Linked DNA regions of Rattus norvegicus: region 1 is linked to region 2. Evidence: chromatin contacts called from public Hi-C data. All regions are on one chromosome and are shown on one strand. The core of a region is the stretch at or near the end of the contact, and the rest is flanking DNA. Distances in the headings are between cores, read along the strand shown.

What was found. A called contact is a pair of places that touch in the nucleus more often than the background predicts.
Region 1: a contact with region 2 is called in a Hi-C map of Schwann cells, with 7 times the contacts expected there. The contact joins the promoter of Tead1 here to the enhancer-like site in region 2. A contact is called at or near these places in 3 of 12 Hi-C or Micro-C datasets (Schwann cells, frontal cortex and mammary epithelial cells) and 1 of 1 datasets of contacts at active chromatin or transcription factors (oligodendrocytes).

Annotation. Positions count from the first base shown.
Region 1 is chr1:176,224,647-176,228,920 of GRCr8, reverse strand. Tead1 (TEA domain transcription factor 1) reads right to left here and starts at 1,746. Exons shown (of 13, transcript NM_001198589.2): 1 at 1,530-1,746.
Region 2 is chr1:176,022,396-176,026,533 of GRCr8, reverse strand. All of the region lies in intron 1 of Parva (parvin, alpha), which reads right to left. Among named protein-coding and RNA genes, the nearest start is that of Parva, 43 kb to the right of the region's middle. Within about 2 kb of position 2,658, at least 8 of the 93 cell types and tissues checked have an H3K27ac peak or open chromatin away from gene starts, as enhancers often do. A contact at or near this core is called in Schwann cells, where this site is marked.

The DNA.
Region 1 (4,274 bases), core at 497-2,996, 200 kb before region 2:
TCCTTCTAAAGAGGAAAGATTCTTACCAAAGTTGGATCTAAGTCTGGCCCTTATAAGCATTCAGATGTGCCTGGGCCCAAAGATCCTGCTATTCACAGAAAATCGCAGACTCCGCTGAAAGGCGGAAGCCCCTGGCACAGTCTGTACAGCCTGAGGACTATTCCCAGCCCCAGTCTCAAGGCAGATTAGCCCCCACCCAAGAGCTCAGGCTTGCACAGACAAGCTACCCCTCGGCTCCGGGTAGATTGAGTCTCCCTAACGGGAAGGATCTGTCCACCCGGGGAACCACCTGCCAGCACTCAAGCACACTCTAAGCCACCAGACCACCTAAACTTCCAGAACGAATCCAGGCCACAAGGCGTGGAGGAAACTAAGATTCTGTTACTTTGCATTATCTATAGGAATTGAAATATTTTCCTTTCACTATTTTGAAATATGATCGTATTTACAGACCATTTTGTTCCAAGGACCTTAGCTCCTTTCAAATGGCGCTATTTTAAAACCCGTCCTTGCTACACTCCGATTTCTGGAATATCTGTCTGTAAGTTTCCAGTGCTGAGATCAATTTGCATTTCTGTAAATCACAGACAGCTTCTAAGAACTTAACAAGCCTCCTGAGAAACGCTGGTGGCTGGCATTTCATTGTTTCATAAATATTTTTATACGGGTGACACCATTCAACTTTAAATAAATCCTTAAAAAGAAAGACGATTAAAGACCGAGGAAAACTAGTCTGGGTTTTATTTTCACGGGAAGATAAGTGTGAGCCTTTCATTGTTTTCTACTTCTTTAAATGTAGCTTTGATTTTTTTTTAATGCATTAAAAAAGAAAAAGGAAACTCCTAGAAGTTGAACTTTCTTTCAAACGGGCCTCTGGACTTTGAAAACAAGTGGTGCTGCCGCGAACAAAGGCTAAAAGTGTCCCCAGAATTTTTTTTTTTTTTTGGCCCTCCTGGGGATCGTTTCTCTTCCAATAAACAAACAAATCCCCCAGTATTTCCTACCGAAGGGAAGTTTTCCAGGGAGAGTCTACTCCCGGGTTTGGTGGTAAGTGCGACTCAGTCTTTTTTGGACACAATGTTTCTGCTGACTCCTGAAAATTTTCCACTTGAATGTGCACTGGAGCGGCGGCGGCGGCGGCGGCGGCAGCAGCTCTGGAGAGGCGGCAAGGGCGAGAGAGCCCTCTTTCATCTCCCGGGAGGAGGAGCCGGGATCCGCGCGGACCCCGAAGGGGCCGGGCGCCGGGGGAGTCACCCGGCTGCAGGCTCTAGGCTGCACGCCGGACGCTCTCCCCACCCGTGATCGCGCCGAACTCGGCGCTTCCCAGACAAGGAGCGAGGTGCGCGGGAGAGAGACGCTGGAGAGAGGGGCGCGCAGAAAGCCGAGCGGGGCCGCCTGTTGCCGCGCGAGGTTGCGGCCCAACTTGCTGGGCGGCGGGGCCGCTCCCCTTCGGGAGCCGCACACAAAGCGCCGATCGCGGTGACGCCTAGACAGCCCGCGCCCCCGAGTCCGCCCCGCGCGCAACTTACCTCGGCCGCCCGAGCGGGCGCGGCAAACTTCGGGGCGCTGGGCCACCGCCCCCGCGCTACTCCAGCCGGTACTCCCCGCGGTACTCCCGCGCCCGGCCGCCCCAGCCCGGCCTCGCCGGCTCCCCGGACCAGCAGGGCGCGCCGGGGCAGCTGCCCGCGCTCCGGCGACGTTGCGCGCTGGGGGGTCAGCGCATGGCCTGCGCCCCGCCGCGGCCGCCCCGGGCCCGGGCCCCGGCGCGCGGACTCCCCGCGAGCTGGAAGCGAGTGTGCGAAGTGCTGGGGGGCGCCCGCGGCGGGCGGCGGGGCCGCGGAGGCTCGGCTCGGCTCGGGCGGCGCGGCGCGGCGCGAGCGATGCGAAGAATGTGCGGAATGAGGACAGGAATGAAATGAACGCCAGGACCGAACTCGCTCCGGAGGGGTGGGGCCTCGGTGACGTCATGCCGCCGGGCCCGGGGTGGGGCGTGGCCTGCCGCCGCGGTGACGTCATGATGTGGGGCGGGGCGCGTGGGGCGGGACTTGGCGCCCACGGGGGAGCGAGCCGCGCGCGATGGCGCGCGCTCAGGGCTTTGTGCGGTCCGAGGCGGGGCGGCCGGGTACTAGAAAGGCGGGGTGTGCGCTTTCCTCCTGCTGTGACTCAGTTTACCCCCTCCTGGTGTGCGCTGGCAGCGACGCTCCCAGACTGGAAGGGAGGTTGCTCTTCAGGAAACTGAGGCCGGAGTGGGCAGCTTCCCAGCCCGCCACTCCTCCTCAAGCCGTTTCGCTTTACCCAAGTTCGCGGTGCTCGCGCAAATTCTGGGCTTCGCAGACTGGGTTGGAGCGTCGCAGAGTCCTCGCCCGCTTCCTGCCCTGTCTTTCTAGAAGTGAAGTTCACTCGTACTGCGAGTTTAGTCTAAGGAAATCCTGCACCCACTTAAATAAAATAAAGTCTTGCCTGGCTGCAAAAAGCAGCTTCGCGCCGTCCCTTTATGGAGAACGTAAGAATCAATCATAAACGGTTTGAACTCTGTTTTTGGAGTGGACGACACCGCAGCACTTCAGAAACTCGGGTAAAGTTAACGGTGGCTGGGACAGACATGCTGGCAGTTTGGGCCGGTTGCAGTCCGTAGTTTCCCAGAAAGGAGACGGCCCTTCCCGCACTGGGACTTCCTTCTGGCTTCAGAACAAACTAATGGCGCCTGTTTTGTGCCGGAGTATTCCTGGAGTGTGCATAAACTCAGGAAAGCGAATGGGACTCACTACGCCTTGTTTGCTCGGAAACAACGTTTACCAGTGCGTTTTTAAGGCAAAAATATCTTCCATCCATGCGTTTTTTAAAATTTTATGTCAAGAGAATTGAAGACTCCCATGCCGTTGTAAAAAGTAATACAGAGACATTCTTTGTTCGCTTTGCCCAGCTCTTCCCTAGCCATGTCAGCCAAAATTTTATCCCAGCCGGGGTATTAATTTTCGGGCAGATTTTCCAGATCAACTTAAACACATCATTGTGTATTTGTTTAATTCTATAAATTCTATAATTTCTCACCTGTGTAGATGCCCACCACAATCAAGTACAAATGTGTATTATTTTTAGTTAATAATATGCAGCAATATGACAGGCTGACAATAAGAACCTCATACACCTGGCAGAGTATTAGAAAATGCACAACTATTTTCCCGTTAAAACTCCAGAGGTGTATCTCTTTTCCAGATAACCCCCCATAATACCAGCGAATAAAGTCTCCGGAGAGCAGAAGAAGCTGGAGAGATAGTTCACCAGCGAAAAGCCCTTGCTGCTCTAGTAGATGACCAGGCTCCTGTTAGGTTCCCAACACTCATAAGGTCGCTTTCAACAATCTGTAACTCCAGTTCTGGGAGCACCAGGCACAAACATGGTGTACATACATGCAGGTAAAACATTCATATACATAAATAAATAAGAGGTTGTTTTTTTTTTTTAAGTCTGATAGCAGAGCCAGCCTACCAGTGGGTAAATTTCTAAACCAGTATTTATCTTGCCCATGACAGGCTTGGTTACCCTTCAGACTCCAGTTGCTCCTGGCGATTCGGTGTTCTCTCATTTCTACTGAGTTAGGAAAGACTCTTTGACCAAACTTCCAAAGCCGCTCATGATGTGCTAAAACTGCTTGGCCTGTGCTTTCTACAACTTATTTTCATCCACACACACCTTCTTTGAAATGTATGCTAAAAACCTTTTCTCCAAGGAAGTCTGTTCAGGTGGAGCCAGGCACATTGGCAATATAATCCCAGCATTCAGGAGGCTGAGGCAGGAGGATTGGTGTGAGTTTGAAGAAATTCTGAACTAAAGAATTAGATCTTGGGTTGGGGATTTGGCTCAGTGGTAGAGCGCTTGCCTAGCAAGCACAAGGCCCTGGGTTCGGTCCCCAGCTCCGGAAAAAAAAAAAAAAAAAGAACTAGATCTTGTCTGGAAGAGGAGGAGAAGGGAAAGAGAAAAGAAAAGGAGAGGGAGAGAGTGGGGAAAGAGCTGGGGTGTGAGGGGGAAGACTGGTTAACTAGATGTCTCCTTCCCAGGCCCCTGAAGCCACTTGGTCCAGCTATCTATGTCTTGTGTATTTGGTCTGTTAGTTCACAGCATATGTGTGTTACTGGACAGACTCACCTGTATGAGACAATGGTTAGGTCTCATTCAGCTAAGATTTTTCTGTCTAGAACTCACTCACAAATAGGAAGTGCAACGTCATCTCTCTACCCATCTATCCCATACTCTGTGCTCTCCTCATCTCCCCA
Region 2 (4,138 bases), core at 1,409-3,908:
ATCTCACTATGTTTGTGCAGTGCTGGGAATCGAACTCAGGGCTCTGTACAGGTGAGGCAAGCAACTGAGTCCCAGCCTTGGCCCTGATATTTGGGATATTTTTGGTTTTATTCCTTTAATTTTGGGAAAGGCTCTATAAACTCACACTTAACTCGGGCCCTTCTCTATAGAAAAAGAGCTTAAGTAAACGCTCTCTGAGTGAAAAAGTCAACCCCCCCTTATATTAGGCAAGTCATACACACTCAGAAATGGTAGAAATGGTAGAAAATGAGTTCGGAAAACACAGACAGGAAAACTAAGCACTCCGAATCCTATCTTCCAGATTCAGTCACTGTTGATACTTTAGGACTATGTTTCCAGACTTTGTTAGGTGCAAGTGCAAGTACATGTTTTTACATGAATCACATGTAATTCCATAAATCCTCTGAAAAACATTATAGGCAGCACGCTACAAAAATCAGTCTCCACAAGTATACAGAGTTGTATCTTAAGTGTGTTATAAATCTTATTATGATATAACACCATTCATTTAACTAGTCTCATCCATTTTTTAAAAAAAAATTATTTTTATTCCTGGCAGTGGTGACTCACACCTTTAATTCTAGCACTTGGGAGGCAGAGTTCAAGCCCAACCTGGTCTACAGAATGAGTTCCAGGTCAGCCAAGGCTACACAGAAAAACCTTGTCCTAAAAAGATATATATTTTTTTATTTTTTATTTTTTTCTGTGTCTGTGCATGTGAGTGCAATGCTCAGGGAAACCAGAAGAGGGTGTTGGATTCCTTGCTCCTCTTAATGACTAAGTTGTCTCTCCAGCCCCATCTAGACCCTGTCTTAGAAAAAGTAACTAAATAAAAAAAATAAATAAATAAAATTCAAAGGGAACAACAACAACAAAACCCACAATGGATTATCAATGCAAGACAGAGAGGGGGATGAACACGTCTCATACCTGGCCCGTTTACTTCTTCAGAATAAATTCTTTGAGCTAGGTGTGGTGATGAACAGCTGTGATCCTAGCACTCAGGAAGCAAAGACAGGAGGATGAGAAAGACGTTCAAGGTCACCCTCAGCTACACAGCAAGCTCGAAGCTAACCTGGTCTACCTGGTCTCAAAACACCAAAAGATTTAAATTCCTAGATACCAACTTTGCAATGGTCAGATCAGAATGTTTCTGCAATATCCATGAATCTCTCTGATCAATCATTTTGATCAATCTACACATGTGTTCCTTCAAGATGGCAGACCTGGAACTGCGCTTGGAAACGAGAGCAGTGCTTGGCTTTCTCAGACACAAGTCTCCACTACAGCTAGTTTCAAAACAAAACCCCTTAAGCCTCTCCTCTATGTGCTCACCAATAACTAGCGACATTTAAGAGACATACAGTCTTGTTTTGACTTTGGTTGTCTGCTACACAAAAGCCCATGTGGCAGGGGTACTGGGGGGTATACATGCCTCACAGTTTTCTGCAAGATTAGACTTAGCGACCTACCTTCCAACCTTCCATCCTTCTGTCCTCATTGCCTCCTAGCTCCTATCCTCTTTCTCTCCCCTGCTTTTCCTTTCTTGTTCTTCTTCATTATCATCACCATCACCATCACCATCATCATCATATAATCATCATCACCACCATCATCACTATCACCACCATCATTGTCACCACCACCATCACCACCACCATCACCATCACCACCACCACCACCATCATCACTATCATCACATCATCATCATATAATCATCATCACTACCACCACCATCATTGCCACCACCACCACCACCACCACCACCACCACCATCATCATGACATCATCATCACCATCATCGTATGAGTGTGAATTATCACTGTGTGAGCATGAGTGCAAGTGTAGACACACATGTGAAGGTTGGGGAACAGTTTGGGCAGTTGGTTCTCTGCTACCTTGGGTTCTAGGGATGGAACTCAGGTCCTCAGGCTTATTCAGCAAACACTTATCCCCCCTGGCCTGAGAAACCTGGTCTCCAGCAATCCTCTAGCTCCACTTCTAAAGCAGCTGGGAATACAGTCTGTGCTCTTGCTCTCTATGTCTCTGTCTCTGTCTCTGTCTCTGTCTCTGCCTCTCTCTGTCTCTGTCTGTCTCTGTCTCTGTCTCTGTCTCTCTCTCTCTCTCTCAACATGGCCTCCCGGATCCCACATTGCCCTTGGACTTGCTATGTAGCTAAGGATGACTTTGAACCGATCCCCTTGCCTTCACCTCCTGAGGGCTGGATTACAGGGTGTCCACCACGCCTGGTTTATGCTGAGGGTCAAAGCCACGGCTTCCTGCAGGACAGACAAACATTTGCCAACTGAGCAGTGTCCCCTGCCCCAAGCCTGTTCCTCCTCTCTTTCACCTTTGTCCCTTCTTCCTGGCAGGCCTCTTCCCTTCTGGGAGAGTGAGGGCTCTGTACAGGGAGACCTTGTAGAGTTGGGCAAAAGTTTCAGCTACACAGGAATGTCCGTAAACCCTTGAGTTTAGGGTATTTGTGATTTCAGTTCTGAGGAACTGGGATTGCTTTGAAGTCCCCTGACTCATCTTTCTCATAACCTATTTCCTGTAAATGAGGCACTTGTTTGGGTCAGGGATGGTGTCATACAGCATCTCCTTCAGAGTGGCCAGGGATCATCTGAACAGGGCCCCTTACATACATGAACTAGAGCAAGATGCTCACTGGCTGACTCTGCAATCTTCAGAGTTGCTGGAGCGGCTCTAACAGCCGCCTCGAATTCATAATACGAAACACATGCTCCATCTGCCTGCTAATGGTGACAAAGCCATTTGTGTTCGGCGTGGTCACAATCGTTCTACAGATGAAAATCTTTCTAAAACTCATCACCCGGGCTGTTCAATCATCCTCACCAAGTGGGAAGATTCCTCTTCTCCCAGCACCCACACCCGCCCGCAGCGCACCACGTAAGACCTCTGCCAAAGCAGCCGCCGGTTCGGCATGAGGCATCGTGCAGCTGAAAAGGGGGAACAGAGTAGAAACAGTTCACCCAAGTTTTCAAACTCTCTGCTCCTAATAAGGCAGGCAAAGATCAGTGCCAGTAGCTAAAGTGGAGAAGAACTGCGCCTTTCCCTGGGGATCCTGGGAGCTAGGCACGACTCCCCTGGGTTTCAAAAACCAAATCAATCGTCTGCTTCGTTAAGGAAAAAAAATAAATTGAAAAAAGGACTGTTATCAGCAAAATGTTAAATCTTTCTCTTTTTTCCTTCTGGCTGGAAACAGAACGATATTTCTTTGATACCTGAAATGAAAGTTGAATCATATTAATGCTGAATTTTACTACTGTCATATTTCAAAATGAAATTAGCCCAACATTTATGCTTCCAATGAAGATCTGGGCTAATATGTACTGCAGTCCACAGAATGTCTTAGGTTCAGATGACGCAAAGGCCAGTCCCCCTCTGAGAATAAACACTGGCTAATCCTCTCCCTGTCCCCCACAAATAAATCTAAGCGGCAGTGACATCAGAGAGAGCTGTCCCATTACCGAAGCACAGCTGGGGGGGGGGAGGGGCGCTGACCGGCAGTGATGCTACGGACTGATGAGGGTGGTAACGCTGAAATGTAGAGCTGTCGGAACGCAGCTTGCTCCTACAGCCTGAAGCGAAAGCCCTGTGAGAACGACTGGCATGCGGCAGGCCAGTTTCTCTCTCGTCCCTTCTGCCACACTCCAGGCTTCTCATCCCACCTTTGCTCTCAGATACACAATGCCTTTGGGTGACATGGAGAACCACGAACGGGTTCCACCTTCTCCAGATGAAGTCGTGATGCTGACTTACTGTCCTCGGCTAGTTACATCAGCAAGGCATTTTGTAGGGCGGGGAGAGCAAGTAGTCAAGCCAGGATGTCTGGGGCCTACGGTATGTGACACTGTATGTCTAGCCTTCCGTTCTCCCTCTGTGGTGAGACTTCTTGTTTTGGAGAGAACATCTCTCCACCCAGAAGCCTTCGTGTTACTAAGCTTGGCGGAGTCTCTCCGGGCCCAATCATTAGATACCACTAACATCAAAACCCAGGTCAGCCATGATCCTCAGATTCCTCACCATCCAAGTCCCACATAACAAACTGACAAAGGACCCAATCCCCCCTCTCCCCAATTTTTAAGTGGTGCTG